Linked DNA regions of Mus musculus: regions 1 and 3 are each linked to region 2. A link is a contact called in public HiCAR-type and HiChIP or PLAC-seq data. All regions are on one chromosome and are shown on one strand. The core of a region is the stretch at or near the end of the contact, and the rest is flanking DNA. Distances in the headings are between cores, read along the strand shown.

The links. HiCAR-type assays count read pairs that join an accessible place to other places. HiChIP or PLAC-seq counts read pairs in DNA pulled down with a chosen protein or histone mark.
Region 1: a contact with region 2 is called in an H3K4me3 HiChIP or PLAC-seq map of stem cell-derived neural progenitor cells, with 9 times the contacts expected there. The contact joins the promoter of Ppp1r16b here to the promoter of Emilin3 in region 2. A contact is called at or near these places in 3 of 39 promoter capture datasets (cranial neural crest, embryonic stem cells and frontonasal cranial neural crest) and 3 of 115 datasets of contacts at active chromatin or transcription factors (embryonic forebrain, embryonic midbrain and stem cell-derived neural progenitor cells).
Region 3: a HiCAR-type map of astrocytes shows a contact between it and region 2, with 6 times the contacts expected there. The contact joins the promoter of Dhx35 here to the promoter of Emilin3 in region 2. A contact is called at or near these places in 7 of 39 promoter capture datasets (the 3T3-L1 cell line, cranial neural crest, embryonic stem cells and 4 more) and 2 of 115 datasets of contacts at active chromatin or transcription factors (VIP interneurons and astrocytes).

What each region holds. Positions count from the first base shown.
Region 1 is chr2:158,664,984-158,668,597 of GRCm38.p6, reverse strand. Ppp1r16b (protein phosphatase 1, regulatory subunit 16B) reads right to left here and starts at 1,463. Exons shown (of 11, transcript NM_001159662.1): 1 at 1,349-1,463.
Region 2 is chr2:160,910,526-160,913,800 of GRCm38.p6, reverse strand. Emilin3 (elastin microfibril interfacer 3) reads left to right here and starts at 1,462. Exons shown (of 4, transcript NM_182840.2): 1 at 1,462-1,793; 2 at 2,937-3,059. The coding sequence starts at 1,630. Gm35181 (a long non-coding RNA gene) reads right to left here and starts at 1,469. Exons shown (of 6, transcript XR_375190.4): 1 at 1,130-1,469.
Region 3 is chr2:158,793,232-158,796,895 of GRCm38.p6, reverse strand. Dhx35 (DEAH (Asp-Glu-Ala-His) box polypeptide 35) reads right to left here and starts at 2,089. Exons shown (of 22, transcript NM_001372513.1): 1 at 1,968-2,089. The coding sequence starts at 2,007.

The sequences.
Region 1 (3,614 bases), core at 214-2,713, 2.2 Mb after region 2:
TGGAAGGAAAGCTCCCTCCCCACGGAGGCCGTTTCTACTCCGGTACCTTACTGGCTGCAGGAAATGGCAGGATAAGGCGCACAGAGAAGTCCCCCCACCCCACCCCCCGAGGGCCTGGAGCGACCGCCAGCCCCTTCCCCAGATAGCCTGGAGGGAAACGGCGCCTGGCACTATCGGGCTCCGGGTCCTCTACAGAGGGCGATTCACAGGCCGCACCTGGTGCTCCCGGGAACCAGGAGCTGGTGGGCGCCTCTGACAGCAAGAACAGGAGCCCTTTATGAGCAGTGTAATCACATGGGCGCACAAGCACCGGCTTTCCGTTCTGTGCAGCCTCATCTCTGCCCCCCCCCCCTTCTGATTCCAGGAGAGCAAAGGCTTCCAGGCCTGGCCAGTAGTGGTGGCGCTCCAGTGGGTTGCAGAGAGGGCCGTAGTCACAGCTCACCTAGACCCGATTATCCGCCCGGGGCTGGAAGCTGCATCAGCAACATCTTCCGTAAAGCTGGAGGCAGGGCTGGGAGGGGAGCGCAGAGGAAGAGAGTCTGCATCCGCTACGGAGGCGGGTAGGAGAGCCTCCGGCTCCTCGCTCCCACTCGGGGCGATCAGGGTGCTCTGCGTGACCTTGTGGGAGACCCCTCAGTTGACCTCTGGGGTAGGGCTGCGCCGTTTCTGCCTGTCTTGGGCGCTCGGGGGCGCTGCTCCCTGCGGGAACGGATGCGCGGGACTCGCGAGGAGTGGAGCGCTCTGGGCGCCGGGACCCGCAGCTCGCGCCCAAGGCGGCGGGCGAAGAGGCCGAGAGCATCCCTTCTGGGGAATCACCCCGCCGGGGGCTACCGGGACCGACCGACACTCTCTAGGGGTGGAGATCCCGCACTAGGTCAGGTTTGCCCTTAGGGACGCCTGCCCCCGGGACTTTTCCCACCCCCGGAGCAGCGCTCTCAGCGCGCTGCCTGCCCAGACCAAGCGCCGCCACGCGAGGGGGCGGCGCCCCCATGCCGGGCTCGTAGACCGCTTGCCCAGGGCGTCTGGTGTTCTGTGGTTTCATCACCCAGCCTTGTAACCCTGGCAGACAGTAGCCCAGACAGACCACGGACCTCACATCGCCCCCCAGAATCCAGCCATCGCAGCCCTGCCAATTCACTCTCTACACCAGCCTCCCCATCCGATAGCGAGATGTGGGAGACTGCACCTTTCCAGCACACTCCACCGCCACCGCCCCCCTCCCCAATTATCTTAAGCCACCCTCCCTTGGCTGAGCCACCCCTCTCCACCAGCCAGACTGGAAGGGCCCGAGACACCTGCCCGCCGGATCCGCAGAGTGCAGAGAGGAATGCGGCGCCGCTCAACTCACCCGCTCTCTCGAGCCCTACCCCGGGCGGCTCCGGCCCCGGCTCGATCCGCAGGTCCCAGAGCCGCAGCTGGTGGTGCGGCGACAGAGCCAGCTCGGCTGGGTAGCGAGCCACCGTGCCGCCTCTTGACTCCTCCCTTAAGGCGGAGCCTCAGCTCCCGGGGGAAAGGGGTGGGCCCGCGCATCCCCAAGGGGCTTGTCACCGAGCAACAAGAAGGTCTAGATCTTAGCGCCCTCCAAATGAAGACCCCTTTTCTGAGCTGCAGGAATTTGGAAGCAGCTGAGACACAGTCAGGCTTCAGGATAGTTCTCCTTGACTGTGTCCCACCTCTAACCTCCAGTACAGACAGGGGGGGAAGCCAGGGTGGTATTTTATTCCCATTTGACAGATAGACCCAGTGAGGCCCAGAAAGGGATAATATCCTACCTGTAGTAGCAGAGAATGGGGTCAGTTCAGTGCCCGAAAGTCAATCTCCCACGTTGAGCTTGATTCTGAAGGCTCCACAAACATCAGGAACTTGGCCAGGCCTTATCTAGAGGACGGGGCTATATAGATAGGTCTTTTACCTGAGAAAAGGCAATAGACCATGGCCTGTGACGTGGAGTCCAGTCACTCTTTCGCTCTGGAAAGAGGGGAGGTGAAGAGAAGGAGGAAGGAAGTGGTCATGCCTAGGTTGATGACTCTCACCAGCTGAGGTGCCCGGAAGATCTAGGCCCAGCTGCTTCCTTGAGGTTTCCTGCTAAGAACAAGACCCAAACGCCCTGGGTTTCTGTCATGTAACCTAGGCGGCTGCTGGGCAGAAGATCCTGCAGTGTGTGCCTTCCCTCGAAGGCAATGGGTTTAACTCTGTTTAATCTAATTTTGAAAGTTGCTCCTTTAAATTGCTCCTCCCCCCAGGGAGAGGGGAGAAAGTGGACAAAGAGAAAAGCCCTATCCCAAACATTCTCTGGAATCCGCATTCCCTGAAAGCTGACTTTAGAACAATGGGGTTCTCTTCTCCACAAAGGGCTTTGTTCCTGCACTTTCCCAGCCTCCAGATTAGAGCCAGAGGCACCCAGGGCTAAGCAGCTGGGGAGGCAGACAAGATTCACAGTTTAGGTCTCAGGGATCCTCCCGTAATCCTGTTTGAAACACTCAGGGATAGAACCATAGAACCGGTAAAGCCGGGAGCAACACCAAGTGTACTGATTTCCTTTTTATTTTCTTTTAAGACAGGGTCTCACTCAGCAGCCCTGACTGGCTCAGAACTCACTATGTGGATCATGCTGGATTTAAAAGCAAGAGATCCGGTGACCTCTACCTCCTCAGTGCTGGGATTAAAGACATGTTGGGATTAAAGGCAGGGTCACTACACCCTGCCTGATTTCCTACTTGCTGAATACACTCAGTTACTTTTCTTGGAGGAGCAAAACCCTGTGGGTTGAGTAAGGAAATATAGCTCAGTGGATAGAGTGCTTGCCTAGCAGGCACAAAACTCTGGGCTCAGCCCCCAGTACCCTGTGTGTACACCAGTACCCTGCATGTGTGCCAGTACCAGGTGTGGTAACAAACACATGTAAATCCAGCTCTCAGGCATACTTATGGATTTGAGGCCAGCCTGTCTGTGCCACATGAGACCTTGTCTTAAAACAACAAAACCCACCTCTGGTTGGGTCCTTCGAAGACTTCCCCAAGTCTGAAGTCCCCTTTCATGTGCCCGAGGCTCCCCGCTCAGTTCATTAATAATCCAGTTGTGAATGACGCTGTTTCTGGAGCAATTAGAGACAGCAGAGCAGGTGGAGAAGGCTTAGAGTGAAGTTTAAAATAACCCAGAGGGGCCATTGTTCTCTGCAGAAGGTTTCCATCAAGAGCTGTGGGCGGAGTGGGAGGGGAAACCATCTATCTCTCTTCTAGGCATGCACAGAACTTAGAGCCTGGGTTCCCCCCCTTCCCCGAAAACCGAAGTCTTGACTGGGGTAGGGGGTACCAAATCTGGGTGTTGTACAGTTCACTGACATCTCTCACAGTACTAGACACCCAAAGGGAAGGCATACTGTACTCAGGGGACCCCTGCCTCCTCATTTCAATCCTACTAGGAAGCTATAGCAATCAAGACCGAGACAATGTGGTAAAACTGTAAGAACAAACATACAGACAAATGAAACAAAACTGAGACTCCAGATCGAAGGCTTTGCATCTGCAGCCCCTTCACCAGGAGTGCCAAGGCAGCTCAGTGGAGAAGGAACAGTCTTTAATAAATTGCTCTGGGGAAACTGAGTCACATGCCAA
Region 2 (3,275 bases), core at 213-2,712:
CTTGAAAGAAAGCAGAGTTGGGGAGACAGATCAGTCGGTGGAGTGCTTGCCTTGCAAGCATGAAGACCTGAATTTGATTTTAAAGAGAAATGGAAAGGAAGAAGGAAAGAAAGAAAGAAGAGAGAGAGAGGAGAGAGAGAGAGAGAGAGAGAGAGAGAGAGAGAGAGAGAGAGAGAGAGAGGAAGGAAGGAAGGAAGGAAGGAAGGAAGGAAGGAAGGAAGGAAGGAAGAAAATGCCAGGCATGACTGCAAGCACTTGTAACCCCAGTACTGGTGTGGTAGAATTGGGATCCACTGGGCTTATTGGGCCAGTTCGCTGGCCAGCCAGCCTAACCTACTTGACAGACTCATAACAGTGAGCAACCTAGTCTCAAAGAAACAAGGTGATAGTCCCTCAGAAGCATTACCTGAGGTTGGACTCTGGCTCCACGTGTATGCAAACACATAGGAATGTAAACCCCACCACACACACACACAGTGAGGGACAGGGACCTCCAAGTAGGCCCAGTATTTCCTTGGTGCAGATACTGGAGGGCCATCTATGGTCCTGTGGGGATGAGACAAAGCCAGAATGAAGTGGTCCTCTTGGATGACAGAATCAGAATTCAGAAAGCCTCTTGCAGGGTAGGCATTTAACAAGGTGATGTCCAATAAGCATGACTGTATAGATGAACTCTTAGGTTACATAGTCATGTTCAGGAATGAAAAAAAGCAGGAAGCCTGGCTTAAGGTAGTTTCTTACGAGGATGCCCTCGCAATATTCTTTGACTAGAAGCTAATAATGAGCCAGACACCAGACTGTGGCCCACCTAATTAAAAGCTTTTATGGGAAACACACGTGCGCGAGGGTGAGGTGGGGGTGTTATTCTTGGAGGGGTTAGAGAGGTAATGGGCACGTGGTACAGCTTACCTAACGGAAACAGACAACGCTGGCCTATCATTGAACTCAGACAGGCAGCCTGGCCACCTTCCCCGGTCTGCAAAAGTTGGTGTGAAGTGAAATCTGCAGTTATCAGATCTCCTGGGTCACCCATAGACAGGGGACACTCTGGCTGGGGAAAGGGTTCCTGGTGTGCCTCTATACAAGTTCATCTCGGGTCCAGGGTCGGGACTATGGTACCCATACTCACTAGACGTTCAAGACTGAAGTGTCCTGCTAGACAGCGAGTCTTAAGAGGTCCCAGCAGGGAGGCCAGGCCTGCCTGCAGGCTTTGCAGCTTTTTGTCCGGTACCCTAAAAGTACACAGGGGCTGCGCGTGTTTGGGGAGCCTCCTGGAATTTAGCGCCCTGCGTCCCGCCTGCTCGTTTCTTAACCTCGTGTTTGCACGCGGCCCTTCGGGCGTCAGCTTGGAGCTGGGGCCGGGGGCTGGCGACGGGGAGGGGGCTGGCGGAGCTCGCGGCGCGGCCCCAAGTTTATGCTAATCCGTGCAGAGCCCGCCTCCCGCCTCCCCTGCGCGGCCCCAGCCGCGAGTAGCCCCGGCCACTCGGCGGGACGCAGCGGCCGCACAGCTCCAGGCGGCCGAACCAGCGCGCTCCGGGGGTCGGTCGCGAGTGGCCGCGGGAGCCCGGAGGGCGAGCGGAGGATCCCCCGCGGGAGGCACCCCGAGGGACAGAGTGACGACCGAGCGCGATGGGCCGCCGTCTGTCCGTGTGGCTGTGCACCGTCGCGGCGCTGCTCTCGGGGGCGCAGGCCAAGGGCACCCCTCTCCTCGCGCGGCCCGCACAGCCCAGTGCCTCCCGTTACAGCCTCTACACCACCGGATGGCGTCCGCGGCTGCGCCCGGGGCCACACAAGTAAGCGCGGGGCCGGGCCACGGCGGGAACCCGAGGGAGGCCCCCGCGTGGCGCGCCGCCACTCCCACCTGCCCGGACCGGCGCGGAGGCGTCGAGATATGGGTACCCCAGCCACCGATGGGGCGGTTCCCCCGACACGATTCTTTGCGCGGGTAGGCGCCCCGCCATCCAGGAGGCTGCGGGGTTGGCGAAGAACAAGTCAGCCGAGGGGGCCTGGCGCGGAGACTGGGATCCTGGCAGTGCCCGTGGAAACCTTTCCAGCGAAGTAACATTTTCCAGCTGCGCTGTGAGCAAACTCCAGGCGCAGCGGACCAGGTGGAGGGAGAGGAGGAAGGGCTGTCCGCGCCTGGAACACACGGGGCTCCCCAGTCCAATGCCTTCTGTCTCTCTTCTGCCTTGCGTGGTTGTAGACAGAGCCATGCTTATTTTAGGTAGTTGCTCCTCCCCTCCTATGGTCTGGCCCCAATAGCCCTGCGGGAGCCCCAAGGTGGGTGAGATGCACAGCTGGTGAGGACTTGTGGGTCCTGGGCTTGTACTGTAGAATGGACAGACTTCCACAGTGGTTTATACAGGAATTTGAATTCCAATCGAATATAAAACCTTGAAGGCAAGTACCCAGCCCACAACCACATTCCGTGAATCCAGGAGCATCAGGGCAGATGTCCTATAAGAGAAGACACGAGTACTGCTCTCGGGAGCAAGGAAATGGCAAAGCCGAGGCTAGAGAGCTTTTTCACAGGAGGAAGGAGGAAAGCCTGATTAAAAAGAAGCCACTAAGTTGTGCTCTAGAAACCTTGAAGGCCAGGATAAGGAGTTTAGAACCAGTGAAGGAGCCCGGGTGGGGGTGGGGGTGAATAGAAAGAAGGCCAAGTGGTTGAGGGAGAAGCTGAGGCGGCCTTTTCAGAGTGGTGTTGGGTAGACACCCAATCTTCTGGTTCAATTGAGCACGTGGCTCAGTAGACAGTAGACACCCATCAAGGACACAGACCCCGTTCAGAAGATATGGACCCCAGGCAGAGGTCCAAGGTTCCATGAAACAAAAATAAAAAAATAAAATAAAATAAATAAAAAAAGATACGGGGAACTCTGAGAGCAAGAGGTGAGCTCGGGCCAAACATTCCAGAGGTGTTCCTTCCCCTGCAGGTCTCTCTGTGCCTATGTGGTACACAGAAATGTGACCTGCGTCCTACAAGAAGGAGCAGAGAGCTATATAAAGGCTGAGTACCGGAACTGTGGGTGGGGACCCAACTGCCCTTCAACAGTCAGGTGAGTGAGTATTTCCCAGGGTATTGCCTCAGCTGGGAACAGAACCACTTCTGCAAAGGGCTGCAGTACCCTGGGCTTCAGAGAACCTATCTGGGCCACAGTGCTTGCTAGAGAGGACCAGGATCCCTGAAAGAGGCCTCAAGAGACCCCAAAATTTTGAGCTTGCAGCAGATCCTCCCCCATAGAGGCAAGGACAGGCTCAGTTTGGAGCCCAGA
Region 3 (3,664 bases), core at 840-3,339, 2.1 Mb after region 2:
CTTTAACTCTTGAAAGACATTTCAAGATGAAGTCCCTTCCTACCTTTCCAGCACCATCTCCTGCCACACCCCAAATATACCCACATATACCATCACAGTACTCCATACTGGGGGTTTGGGGACATCCTTAATACACAAATCCTTTCAATGGCCTGGAGAGCCATTCTCTACCTCACCATAAACAAGCCATAACAAACTTGTTTCAGCGCTCAGTGTTCGCTCCAAAACCATTACCATCTCTACGACGCAGCCAATTCTTCACACTGCACTTTCCCTCCCTCTCCTATACCTTAATACAATTATAATAGCTGTGTACCTAGCACCACGGGTGTTTTGTGCATTGTCTCATTTAATCCTCACAGCAATCCTATTATGACAAATGACCGATAAGGAAGCAGAGACTTGGAGCACTTGTGTGGCTCTGCAAGTCACCCAGGCAGGGAAGGCACTGCAGTCCAGTACTTGAGGCCATCTTCCTTACAGCACCCCTCTGCCTTGCTTAGCATTCTTCTCATGGACACGTAACTTGGAGAGCACACCTTGAGAGCTGAGCCCAGGCATGTACGTGTTCACGACCTGACTGACGACAGAAGTGTACTCTCGATACAGTAATGGACTAAACAATGGGACAGACTTGTAGAACAGTTCAGAACAGTTCCAGGTTCTTTAACCAAAATGGTACCCGGGTCTGAGTTTTGGCAATTTATCCAAGCCTCTATTAGACTTAACTCTTTGGTCTGCTGGTTAACTCTTGAATAAGTTGGTAACTCATTACTTACTGGGGTGGACAATCAGCTGATGCCTGAAAATGCTGAGTCATGAAAGTGACAAACGAGAGAGTCAGGGTATGTCTTTGTGACCCTGGCTGTCCTGGAATATACACCAGACTGGCCTCAAATTCAAGAGATCCTCCTGCCTCTGCCTCCCAAGTGTTGGGATTACAGCCATGGACTACCATATCCAGTTCAGATTTAAAAAAAAAAAAATAATTATGTGTCACCTTCATGAGTTTATTTCTCTAACACTTAGGCACATGGTCAGATTTCCAGGGAGCATCTAAAACACTCTTTAAAAGCTGTCCCTTGTTGCCTTTTCTGTCTCAAACTATCATCATCACAATATAATGTATACACCCAGATCTTCTGGAGTGCAGGTAGAGGAGAAAAAAAGAAAATGTGTAAAAAAGTAAGGGCAGAGGCTGGTACCAGTTAAGAAACAGTGTTTTGGTTTAGCTTGGTTTGGTTTAGTTTATAAGAAAAGCGTGAACAAAAGGCGCATCCTACACAGATCATGGTCTGGTATTTCAACAAGAACCCGACCTGAGAAAATGCAAAAACAAAAGATGGTGACTTGTTAGCCTACAAAACAGGAAAAGTGACAGCCACTAGGAAGGAGGGCGTTCACTTTGTGGTAAACATTCAGAGTGGGCAAGACCTACCCTAAAACACTGGAATACATTTTCTCTTTTATGAGCCATTAAGTCGGACTACGTACTCCCCCTACTCCACGCCCACGGGACAGGTGTTCGTATTCCGCCCACTTCCCAGGTGAGGGGAGCGATGTTCTGAGGGATGGGGGCAGAGTTCAAGGTTCTCCATCTACTGATGCAAGGCAGAGAGGCAGCCTTGAACCTGGGCGCTCTGACTCCATAACCCAAGCTTCTAAGCCACTGAGCTGCACTGCCTCTCGAGCCCCAATGCTGCCCCAGGACTTCAGCAAGATACACACGGGCGCTTCAGGACTCTACATCTCAAGAGGTGCCGAGGAGGCTAAGAAACTCCAACAAGGTCACCCAGAGTTTCCGCCCAGCTTAGGGAGGCCTTTGACTTCCTCCGGACCACCGTGGGCTGCAGCATCCTTGCGCGCGGAGGAGTGGTGCCCAGCCCTCCCCCGGTCAGGCCCACGGGTGGGTCCCCAGGCCGAAAGTCATGTCCGGGCATCTACCCAGGCTCCCTGCCCTGCCTTACCCGGTTTCCAGAATTTCACTGGTCCCAAGGGCGCAGCCATGCTGGGGTGAAAGGTCACGAAGAAGACTCCGCCCCTCTAGACCCGCGCGAGTCCCTCCGGGCTCAAGGGGCGTGGCCCGCCAGCAGCCTCCGCGGGGGCTGCGGGGGGCGGGTAGAGCGAAAAGAAGCCACGCCTTCCGGCAACACCCCCCCCCCCCACTATGGATCACGTGATCGCAGCTCGCTTTGGCTTGCCTTTGAGGGCCTCTCCTTGGCCCACGTGATGCCGCGCGGCCATATTGTCTCTCGGATTGGCTGCTCTACCCTGCTTGGACACTCTGGGTTGCCACTAACTTCTAGGAATGCGCTGCTGTGTTCCCAGGCTGTCACTCACCAGCGTTAAGAGTGTGAGCAGAGGCTGGGTTTCCCCGGTGAACTGAGAGATGCTCGTGTTTACATGCTATCGCAGCTGCGTCTCTTTTAGTCTCCTATTTTCATACTGAGAGATAATAGCGGTAACGACCTCCTGCGTCTGATGATTCAGTTAATGCTGCTGTGTTCCCTGGAACTGTAGCTTCTTGTTTCCCAGGCGAGGGTGGGGCTGGGTAAACTGTAAATGAATAAACGCTGGATAAACAGAATGATGCTTATTATCAGCAAGTAAAGCCGAAATGATACAGGCAACTTGTGGTCTTCAGAGAAATGTCGCAAAGTGGGAACGCAGGAGCACATTGGGCCGGAAGATGAGACTAGAAATCAGATCAGTGAGGCCAGTGCATTCACCCAGTGTTCCCTCCAAGGCAACCGTTTATAAATCAAATGCTCTTTTTCTACCTCCCCATCCCCCACCCCCACCTCCCGCACATCAAGTCATTGCAGGACTAGGTGCATCCTCTCCCACTAAGACAAGACAAGTCAGCCCAGTTAGGGGAATGGGCTCTGCAGGCAGGCAACAGACTCGGGGATAGCCCCTGCTCCAGTTGTTGGGGGACTCTGCATCAGATACAGCCCATGCTCGCTCTTTGGTTGGTAGTTCAGTCCCTGAGAGCCCCCAAGGGTCCAGGTTAGTTGACTCTGGTGGTCTTCCTTTGGAGGCCCTGTCCTCTTCTGGGCCCTCAGTCCTTCCCCCAACTCTTCCACACACTCCTCCCCCACTCCCACCCCCATCCTCAAGCTCCATTTAATATTTGGCTGTGGGTCTCTGCATCTGTTTCCATCCTCTACTGGATGGAACAGTTGTGCTGGGCTCAAGGAAGCCACAAATTAAGAGGCTTTAAAATCTATACATTTTTAGAGCTCCAAAAGAAAATGCTTCATTCTTTGAGGGAAATGGCAAATTACGGAAAGCGTTGGAAACAAGTAACCCTGATTCAGAATCCTTAGCTTGCCCATCACCTGGCTGACATTTAAGCTCAGTTGTAAACTGAGCTTTAAAGAAGTGTTAAAGGAGATGAGGGGCAGAGGACCTAACACAGTGCAAGACACTGCAGGCACTAGGTCGGAATCGGCTCTCATTAGCTCAACTGCCAGGGCAAATATACCACACGAGCAAAATCTGAGTTTATGTCACGTTCGTTTCTAGATTTGATTTGTTTCCTTAATAATTAAATGAAGTTCAGCACATGCTAATCCTTCTGTGGAGAATGCTTCACCCCTGCTTTAGATCCTTGAAGGAGCAGCTCCAAGACCTCTCTCCTTCCACTATCAAACATTCCCCC